Linked DNA regions of Zea mays: regions 1 and 2 are each linked to region 3. Evidence: chromatin contacts called from public Hi-C data. All regions are on one chromosome and are shown on one strand. Each heading gives the region's core, a stretch centred on a gene start, on an enhancer-like site or on the middle of the called end of the contact. The rest is flanking DNA. Distances are from core to core; before and after follow the strand shown. Region 1 holds the start of LOC100192366 (putative leucine-rich repeat receptor-like protein kinase family protein). Region 2 holds the start of LOC100502358 (Leucine-rich repeat (LRR) family protein). Region 3 holds the start of LOC100192464.

Region 1 (3,430 bases), core at 262-2,761, 220 kb before region 3:
GTAGGGGCTCATGCCCCTCCCGTCCCGTGCCGTGCCGTGCCGCCATGCAGTTGCTGGCTGCTGCCGCTCCCTGTCGCGCCGCACACAGACAGGACGAAGATGCAACTTTTTTTTTTTAATTTTGGCTTCTTGTTATGTTTTTATAATTACACGTGGATCCATGTCAGAGACTCAGCTCATATGTAGTTTGGTAAGAACCTAGATCTACCGTGAAGTTGCTCCATGGTTGATCTGATGCTTCATATGTAGTTTTGACATGGAGTTGGACTCAGCTCTATTGGAGTCAACTAATTATATAGATATTTCAATAATAGAAAGTAAAAAAGATTGAACTATCAAAATGTTTTATCTTCTATCATCCAGAAACTGAAAGAATCACATCAAACAAGGCTTAGCATATGTACCGACGCAGAGTTTTATAATACAAATGAACACAAAACAATCACGAGGAAAAAATATTGACTGACTGAATAAATGACACCAAGAACATTTTCAGAAAAAGGAGCAGGAAAGAGACCAATTTTGGATTGTTTGTCGCCATTTCCACAAGCGTCTCATCCAAAAAAAATTACAGAATACACCCAAATAGTTCAATCAGTAAAACTGAGGTATTTATGGTTTCCATTATTTAGTTGGACTGGAAACTAGTAAAGTCGCACAGCCAAATAGCCCTAAACTTTAGCAGCTTTTTTTAGCTACTTTTAGTCATTTGTAATCTAAACAGGAGAGTTAACGGTGGTAATTGAAGCTAAACTTTAACACTTCAATTCATATAGCTAAAGCTAAGACCCTGTTTCAATCTCACGGGATAAACTTTAGCTTCCTGCTAAACTTTAGCACTTTAGCTATATGAATTGAAGTGCTAAAGTTTAGCTTCAATTACCACCGTTAGCTCTCCTGTTTAGATTACAAATAGCTAAAAGTAGCTAAAAAGAAGCTGCTAAAGTTTGGAACAGGGCCTAAGTACGAAGCAGACGACCAAAAAAATGTTACGTAGAGAAAGTTTTTGCTACCAATAAACAGCAGATTGAGCGTATAATTACATAAAAGAACAGGCAGAACCCATCAAAGTCTCTCTAACCTTTGGTTCGCACATCCATAGTTCAAAGAACTAAAAACAAACAAACAAACAAACAAACAAAAAAGAACTAACCATCTTGCGGGTCGGTCTTGGCGGAGGCGGTTGTTGATCCGGCAGCGAACAAAAGCAGCAGCAACAAGAGCTGCCCCTTGCGCATCTTCTCCCTCCACGGTCCACGGCTGCAGCCTGCAGGAGAGAGCCCTTACCCTGCTCCGCTCCGGTCTTTGGATGCGTTCGTGTTCTCCTCCCCAAACCTCTCCACCTCGCAAAAAAAGAAGGCTGTGCAGCAACCAGGGAAGAAGTCTCCGGGATGGGGGGAGGAAAAGGCTGAGAAGCGAAGGCCGCCGATGCAGAACTAGAAGCGGTCCGCGGTCGTGCCTGAAACAGGACAGGAGTAGCTTAGCTTCCTTCCTGAACTCTTTTCGCTTGTATAATACTCGGTCCAAGTGGCTGACATTTATATTTATTTATAATATAATAATATCCAGTAGGGAACCTCTCCTGTTCTTCTCATAAGCGTGCCGACGATTGCTGTCAGGTGTGTGGTTGGCCTCTAGTTTGTTAAGTTTGACAGACTTGACTTGTCATTAACTTATTGTTATGCTGTAGGTAAGTTGTGTTAGTTTTTTCGACAGAAAATCTTTGTTCACCGTCATAATTGTTACGTGTTCTACTTTTGTTTCACTTTATTATAAACGTTATAGACTTATTTTTATGTTAGTTGACCTTTATTATAAATATGCGACTTGGATTTGTTCCTCGCATTTTCTCTGACAACAATAATTTATCCAAGTTTACATATAGTAAATTATGTCTATGGCAGTAATGATTTATCGACGGTTGGAGGTAAGTGGTAACAACAAACTATATGATGCTAGCTAAACGTAGGAACCAGTGTTTTTTTTCTTCCAAAAGGATATCAGTGCTTCTTTTTATTTCGTTTCCAGCACAAAATATCAGAGCAGTCGTTGTCCATTATTAAGAAATAAGTTAGACCTGCAAACCGATTTGTTTTTAAGTGCAGTTCCACGAATCCTGTTCAATCGAAAGCAACGTTGAACCAATCTGTATGTGTAACTTGCAGTTTTTCTTCTTGCAATTTGTACAACCTCACTATTACGCAAACTGATGTCTCGGACTAACATTGTGCTGCGAAAATAAGTAGCATTCATTTTTTTAATGGCAACCGATATTTTATTCATCTCTCATCAAATAAAAGGAACTCATCATGCTATTGGCCTCAACTACCACTTTTTAGGGATCTTTCTCACCATACTCATCTAGAGGACCTTTCAAATATATATCTATACCACATTATCACTATACAATCCATCAATTTAAACGTTGTAAAACCTACCCAATTAATCAAATCACTCACACACATAACCTCCACTAAATTTATCAAACGAATTTCACACAAACTTAACACATCATCAAAACCAAGATTTAGATTGCTGAATAACCCCCTCACCCTTACTTAATCAAATCCAATATACAATATTGTTTGGACTATCCCTCTTCACGACCCCGCCGCCCCAGCCTCCCCCCTCCCCCCGTGTCCCCACCGCCCCCTCACCCTCACATGTGTCGTCACTGTCACTGTCCACCCCTCAACTCGCACTGTCGCCGCCGTCGACCCCTCTCCTCTCCCCGTGATCGTCGAGCTATATGCTAGTAAGTATTAGGCTATCTCCAACAGCTTACTCATCCCGATACCCATATTTAAACTCCACTCTACGAACAGTGCAATCTACAATGCAAAAACAGTGTTTTGATTGAGCATATGGGTGAACTGCTGGACACGGTCTTATAGACGATAAAGTGCATACAATTGTAGCAACTTTCTTAATAATCACAAAAATAATATTGTGTTTTTTTCAAAATTATTGGCCATTTCAATTTTTTAGAATCAAAATATCTTAGATTTTGCATAATTAATATAATAAAACAATAACATTTATGATAACAAATAAATATGGTTGATTATTCACTAATTATATTTTTTATAATATGGATATTTGATGTCATAATTTTTTATACTTTTTTATAATTTTGATCAAACTTAAGATGCTTTGACTTAAAATTGAAATGACTTATAATTGGAGTAATTTGAGCTCTGGTAGAGATGCAGTAATTAGGCTACTACAGTATAAATTTGTTTAGTTTAGATTATTAAACAACTGGTAGAGATGCAGTAAGTAAGTTGAAAAATTGTGACGGGTATGCATATCTCGTCGACCAAAACAACGCGTTGCCACCACGTACGTAATGTGGAACGGTCAAACATTTGTTATATTTTCTTGATGAATGAAACAGATATTTTGTTTTTAAGGGCTAGTTTGGAAACCT
Region 2 (3,763 bases), core at 43-2,542, 160 kb before region 3:
AGTTTGGGCGACAGAAGCTTAGTTGGTAGGGCTGGAGCCACAAACAATAGTAGAAGAACCGCACTCCCCTCCAATTGGTGAGTGTGGAGGAGAAGCAGCCTTCAACTTGTGGTGCATCTACCCTCTGTACATGCTGTAAGGGTCAGCGTTCTAGACAATACACGGGTGTTGAAAGAACCTTGTGGAGGGGAAGCCAGTGCGCTGAGTTCTTCTGAGAAATCAAGTCCTCTATGGCAAGTGAAATGAAAGGTTTCAATTACTATTCTTTTGTATGTTTCTGAGTGCTTGTTACTTCAAAAGGTGTGACCACATAAAAGAATTCATAATACAGGATACCCAGGTTCCATATGTCAACATTCGTGATCATGCACTCACATAGTCCTGTTGAAGATGCCGGACCAGCCAAAGTTAGCAATTTTAAGTTGACCAAAGGCTCCAACCAAAGATTTTCTAGTTTGATGTCCTGATAGATAACATGCTTCCCACTAAGGTAGATCAGACCTCTAGCCATGCTGAAAGGCTCTTCCAGAAATGCTTGCATCTTGTCAACTCCTTGTATAGTTCACCCTTGGCAGCATATTCCAGGATTAGGTAAACCCCGGTGTGGTTATAGAAGTACACATACAGGCGAAGAACATTGGGAGCAGATGTTGGACCTGAGATTGTTTGAGCTGGCCCTTGAAAAGAACTTTCAAAGCCACAATCTGACTACTATTATTTTCTCTACCTAGAAAACCATGTCTAAAATTGGCCACTACAAAGAATTTCCCAACCTCGAAATCAGACCGTACCCCCCGCTTCTCGATCGCATGGGAAGCCTTGTCCGCTTCCGCGACTCTGTGGTGATCGCCATGGCTGGAAGAGCGGCGCGGAGAGGGAGGGAGCGTGGGTAGAGATGGGGGACTGGAAGCGGCGAGGCAAAAAATGGAGGAAAAAAAACCATAGCTCCCTATCGGGGCGTCGAGCATCTTTACTTCGCAGCACGAGGACGAGTTTAGAAAGCGGTGCAGCAGGCTTACTCGAGGAGGGAGGGGAAGAGAAGGCGACGCGCAGCTAGGCGGCGTAAGAGCGCGTCGGCGAGCGGGGCCGGGAGGCGCTCCAGGGAGCGGCGCTGCCGGCGCCAGGCCTCCACAGTGGCGGGACCGCGCGCTGCCGCGTCGATGCAGCGGTCCACAAGCCGCGACCCGCCACCAGTGGCGGAGCCGAAGGCGGCGGCTGCCATGGGCGTGATTGGAACGGGAGATCGAGCCGTGACCGGAGGCCAGAGGGAGGAGGAGGAAACGATGGGATGGGATCCAAAATCGCAAACTCGTCAAGCGACCGTCAGCAACTCAGCATGACGATAGAATTGGAATTTTTTTTACTCCAAACAATATTGCCATAGGTAACGTTGACTTACTAAAAATAGTAAAAATCGGACTCAAAACATGTTACTCCTTAATATTCCCTCTACTACCTCCATTTCTTTTTATTTGATGCTGGATAATATAATTTTACACTAAAAATATCAAATAAAAAAACTTTTGCTAAACTTTAACAACTATTTAGACAGCTGATTGGATAAAAAAAAGCTTTTACTAAAGTTTAGCATTTGGATTAAAAAACTTTTGTCAAATAAAAAAGTCAAACTTTTGCTAAAGTTTAACACCCGTTAAAATTTAGCATGTGCTAAACTTTTGCTGAACTTTAATAGTTGTTTAGATAAAATGCTAAATTTTAACACTTGCGGTCCACGAGAAGCATGCAGCCAATAGTGAGGGATAGAGAAAGTGGTATTCAATGCAAAATGAGGTTGGGACCACTTTTAACATAGTTTAGCATCTTTTGTGTAGCTAAAGTGATAATAAATGCTAAAGTTTATTATAACAGTTTTAGCCACCCTATTTGTTTCTTTAGTAGCTAAACTTTAGTAAAAGTGCAGTGATAAAGTTTAGCAAGTTGAAACAAATGGTCCCTTATATATGTGTGTCTAGAATCATTGGTATTCATTTGAATATGGACACACAAAAATAAAAAATCAGGACGGATAATATATTTAAACAGAGAGAGTATTATTTTTGGATATTTTATGCTTCTTCACGGACATACATACAAAAGACAGAAGTGCACGGAAAAGTAAAAAATGTTCAAAATAGCATTAAAACCAAAGGTAACATAAAGCATATTATTTGGAGCATAGAAATCTCATTTTCTCCGGCATGACGATGTGGGACTCGGAGAATAGGTTTGCGAAGGGAGGTACACTTGTAGCTACAATTATTCGAATGACTAGGCATCTAAAGTATTTTTGTTCTTTTATTTAAACAAGTATCGTATTTTTATGAAATATTTTGGGTTTTTAAAATATAATGTGTAAAGACCTTTAATTTTGAAATTTATGGGATTTTGAAACCAGTCTTAGAGTTCCGAAAACTTCACTTCTAAACCATTATTTTTGCACGGATGCAAAACTAAAGTTGCTTAATTTTTGAGTTTATGTCCTCGTTTGGAAGACAAATAGTGATTTTATTCTTTGGATACCAATGAGAATATAAGATCAAAGTTTGAACCCTTTAGATACCAAAGCCTAAAATTAGGAGTATGAACTAAATATATTAATATTCTTTTAACGGCTCTAAGATGGCATTCTTTGTGATCGGCTTGGAATCCTGCACACATGCATACAGAAAGTATAATATCTAGTCTAGGTGCACATCAATAGAGTAAAGAGCCAACCGTATATCGATATACCTTTTGATCAACTGATTTACCTACTATATCAGGGTCGAGACGTTCGTTGGTTCCCATGGGCGTCTTAATGGGTTTGGTGTCCTTCATCCCAAATTTCTTCAAAATGTCTTGAGTGTTCTCCGATTGTGAGATGAAGATGCCATCCTTGAGTTGTTTGATTTGAAATCCTACAAAGAACTTCAACTCCCTCATCATCGATATCTCAAACTTATTGACCATAATCCTAAAAAACTCTTCACAAGACAAATGGTTAGTAGAACCAAATATAATATCATCAAACATCTTAATGAACAAAGTAGGATTGGCATTCTAAAAGTCGCCTAGAGGGGGTGAATAGGCAAATCCTGAAATTTGTAAACTTAAACACACACTAAGATCGGGGGTTAGCGTTAGAATTAAATTCAAGTCCAAAAGAATATCTCTCTTGCTAGGAGTTGCTCAAGGATTGTGGATGACGTATGGAAGCAAACTCAAATTCACACTAGCAAGGGAACATTACAGAGGGGAAAACAAATCAAACAAGAATCAAGACGAGAGAACACGATGATTTTTTTTACCAAGGTTCGGTTCCAAAGAACCTAGTCCCCGTTGAGGAGGTCACAAAGACCGGGTCTATTTCAACCCTTTCCCTCTCTCAAACGGTCACTTAGACTGAGTGAGCCTTTTCCTTAATCTCTCGGGTCACTTAGACCCCGCAAGGACCACCACACAATTAGGTGTCTCTTGCTTCGATTACAAGTCACTTGAGAAATAGAAGGGAAAAGAAAAAGGCCAAAACAAGCGCCAAGAGAAACAAAGAACACAAGTGATCCTCTCACAAACCCTAATGCACTAGAGTTGATTTTGGAGCTTTTGAGTGGATTGATTGTTTTGATTGTGTCTTAGAGTGTTAGACTTTTCTCTTGCAATGAATGAGAATTCAGAAATGCTTGGATGGAAGTGAATGAGGTGGTTGGGGGTATTTATAGCCTCCCAACCACTTCTAGCCGTTGGCTGAATTCTGCTGGCGATGGGCGCACCGGATAGTCCGGTG
Region 3 (3,781 bases), core at 168-2,667:
TGTATTTTTCTCATAATCAAGTTGGATCTAAAACTCAGTTCATACTTTACTTTTACTTTATTAAAATACTTCAGAAAAGTTGAATTCTAACTTAGATGTACTTCAAACTTCTATATGCTTCACAAAAAAGGTAACCAAATATACCTTCATTAACTTTTTTTGCTAAAATTTATCTTGGGATCCCAGTCCACTGATCCACTCCTAATGGATATCAATAAAAACTATATGAATCCAATATCAGACTTAGCTATGCAAATTATCTGACCAGATACCCAACATCAGACTAATACTGCCCTTCTTATATTCAGACGTGATATTCGGATAAAAAATGTACTCAATATCCGAGAAAATGCCTAGATATTGATCAACGTCCAACCCACCTCGGTCAATTGGACGGCTAGGAAATAGCCCCGTTTACACCCTACGTGTCACTGTTGTGGAATCAACTCGAATTAAGAAATGCTAAGGCAGGACAAAACAATATAACTCCTAGTTCTCAAAGGGTTCGAAGTATTATTCTTAACTTGTCTTCATGAAACACGGGTGGCCAGGTGGAGCTTTGTCCACGTTGTAGAGTATAAATAATTAATCGTTCTTCGAGAACGAGGTCAAAATGCCTAGCTACTTGAATCCCTCTAGCAACATCTCCAGCACTCTTGCCACAAGAACAACCTGAAATCATGCTCTTCAAAAAAGTCTCCCCTAAAATTTAATATTTCATTTCCCATTCCTATTTAGCGAAGTGGAAAAGTTAAGACCTACAGCAGGGGCACACACAGCAGATTGACAGCTCCAAAATTTTCAGTTCACTTGCGTCACCAAACAATATATATACCATCCATGATATCGGATCAAGCTACAACAAACTCTCAATTGAACAACCGGATCGCCTCATAAAGACCCAAATTTCTACAGTAAGATAACTAGATAAGGATATTGCAACGTTGTAGCATTACATTCAAAGGAAATCGACACCATTGCTTACAGCCCGCAAAAACAAAATCAGAAATGCAAGATCAAAATCTCCAAATCTCAGAATCACAAAAACCCTGAGAAGGTGTCAAACCCTAAGATCCCGCACCAGGGTAACACTAAACAACCCTTAGAAGTTAAAACAGAAGAGAAATCGAATGCCGCACCTTTTGTGATCTGCAACGCCGGCGCCGGAGAGGACGGAAAGGACCAGAGCACCCGGAACAAGAGGCCCGCGAGCAGCAGGAACCCGACGGCCTTCACCACGAATGGCCCTACCAGCGCCCACCATTTCCCTAAACCGCGGCTCCACGGCGACGGTGGTGGTCCTGACCACCACATCGGGCTCGAACCCATACTCCAGCGCGAGCGGTGTGGCACTGTGCAGCAAGTAGGGTACTAGCTCGCAAGGAGAGACCGGGAGGGAAGGATGGGGCTCCGCGAGTGTGACCAACAGCGTCCGTGCTTAGGGCAGAAACGGCGACTTGTCGGATCAGTGCTGTCGATGTCGGCGTGGCGTTGGTCTCCGACTCTGCAATTTTGTTTGTGGAGTCAGTGACGAGGGTGCCTGCACGATAAACTGTACAATAACATGGGGCCTTCCACCGACATTCTTTAATGACTAATTGTTCTAAATGAATAACTGTGCCTACAACGTCCTAACAATTCACATAAAGTTAGTTAAATTTAAATAATTTAAAGGATTTCAATGGTACAAGTATGAACTATATAAAAAGATTGGTCGTTATCTATAAACGTATTTGTGAGATTGTTGGACCACCTTATAAATAGCATAAGGTGTTTAGGATACGGAGGCAATTGAATTGGCATGTGGCTCCACATTAGTATGTGTTGTCACTGTCAATTCTAGACTATGTCTAAAATTTTAAATAAAAGTAAGAAGTAGAAGTATTTTTTTAATAATTTTAGATATTTCAACCAAAGTTGCTTCAGGGGTGCTACCAATGTTTTCTAGCTTAGTAGTTAGCTTATTATTATGTATGCTAAGAATTGCCAATTTTCCTAACAAGTTTTCAATGGCTTCTTGAGAGCTAGCTAACTTAGCCTTAAGTTTTTCATTCTTTTTAATAAGGCCATCATTGGTAGCTAAGGATGGAGCACTAGACTCTAATTGCTCAATTTTAGTGGATAGCTCACAATTCAAATTTTGCAAATGTTTCAAAATTTTCTAGTAAACATTTATAATCATTTTGAGAGCTAATAAACTTATTTTTTAAAGTTTTAAGTTGAGCCTTTTGTTTAGTGCATACATCCTGAAAAAATCACGGCTTCCGCAAGCTCATCTGCGGAGGGCTTTCTCTCACCTTCATCATCACTACTGGTATCATCACTAGAGGATGGAATACTCATTTTACCTCTTGCCATAAGGCACTTGTGTGATGATCGTGATGAGGATCGGTGGCTGCGTGTCCTTAGAGGTTCATCTTCGCTTGAAGAGTCATCCAAAGTTTTGACACTTGTAAGCGCATTGCCTTTGCTCCACCCTTTGTGGGTTCGGCCATATGTGGACAGTTGTCCTTGAAATGGCCCTTCTCCCCGCATGCGAAGCATCCTCTCTTTCTTTGCTTTTTCCTGTCAATGTTAAAGAGAAGATCCTCAAAGTGCAAGGGCACACCCATTAGGTTAATATTGCGGATCATCCCCACCTTTCCGACACGTCGGATTGTTTCTTCGTCCTTGGAGGATGATGTTGGTGGTTGATTATCTTCATCATCATCACTTTCTTCTTCCTCCTCTTAATCACTTGAGGAACTTGGAGCGGGAGCCTTCTTCTTTCCTTTACTCTTTTCATCACATGCAAAAGCATATGGTCTTGAAGAAGTTGGCTCCTCTTGTCGACCCTTTTTCGCGACATCCCAAATGCCGCAATTTTTCCAATCACAATGGTCGGAGTCATTTGACTCAAGTCCTCCATGCTGTGAAGAATGGTGATGATACTCCCATATCTTTGTTGTGGTAGTAGGGAGATAATCTTCCTCACAATGTCCGCATCACATAGCTTATTAATTCCAATAGAATTGAACTCATTGATGATTAGATTTCAACGAGAATACATATCTATAACAAGCTCATTATCCTTCATAGCAAAAGAATTATACTCGTTTAAGACTAGGCAATGTTTTTGCTCACGGACAATTGATGTGTCGTCATGGAGCTCATGCAATTTTAGCCAAATCTCATTAACAGTTTTTAATGTAAAAACTTGATTAAAAATATCCATGCTAAGAGATTCAAACAAGAAATTTTTGACTCTAGCATTTAAATGAATTTCTTTTTCCTCACTCGTGGTGGGTTTCTCGGGATTCTTGGGTGGTTTCATCCCATCACGAGTGAATCTCCAAACACCTAGATCAACGACCTCTAGGTAACAAGCCATTCTAGCACTATAATATGGGAAGTTAGTGTCGTCGAAGTGTGGTGTCCTATGGGTATCCATCTCCTTTCTCTAAAAAGTGTCGGCTCTTTTAGCGGTGAAGCTAAAGCGTTTAGAGAGTGACTGTTCACTGTCCGGTGCACCACCAGTGCGCTGGCTAACAGCCCTCTTCATGAATTTCTTCGCTGATTCTTTGGGCTTCTTTTGTTCTTGAGTCTTGGACTTCTAAGCTCTTTTTATGTCTTCTTTTGAGGTGTTGCATCCTCAATGTCTTAGTCCAATCCTCTTCGCATCCTGTGAACTATAAACATAAACACTAGAAAGACATTAGTCCACAAGTTATGTTGATCATCAAACACCAAAACCTTTTGAGCCAAATGGCCCAGGGTCCATTTTCCTTAAAAATATATAAGG

The links. Hi-C and Micro-C count contacts between places; a contact is called where the count stands out from the background.
Region 1: a contact with region 3 is called in a Hi-C map of leaf, with 6 times the contacts expected there. The contact joins the promoter of LOC100192366 here to the promoter of LOC100192464 in region 3. A contact is called at or near these places in 3 of 25 Hi-C or Micro-C datasets (bundle sheath, leaf and tassel).
Region 2: a contact with region 3 is called in a Hi-C map of leaf, with 6 times the contacts expected there. The contact joins the promoter of LOC100502358 here to the promoter of LOC100192464 in region 3. A contact is called at or near these places in 10 of 25 Hi-C or Micro-C datasets (bundle sheath, ear, endosperm and 5 more).

What each region holds. Positions count from the first base shown.
Region 1 is chr8:115,435,516-115,438,945 of Zm-B73-REFERENCE-NAM-5.0, reverse strand. It overlaps LOC100192366 (putative leucine-rich repeat receptor-like protein kinase family protein), which reads right to left and starts at 1,511. Exons shown (of 19, transcript NM_001137546.2): 1 at 1,154-1,511. The coding sequence starts at 1,238.
Region 2 is chr8:115,373,077-115,376,839 of Zm-B73-REFERENCE-NAM-5.0, reverse strand. LOC100502358 (Leucine-rich repeat (LRR) family protein) reads right to left here and starts at 1,292. Exons shown (of 6, transcript NM_001196836.1): 1 at 1,020-1,292. The coding sequence starts at 1,222.
Region 3 is chr8:115,211,739-115,215,519 of Zm-B73-REFERENCE-NAM-5.0, reverse strand. It overlaps LOC100192464, which reads right to left and starts at 1,417. Exons shown (of 3, transcript NM_001358394.1): 1 at 1,140-1,417. The coding sequence starts at 1,329.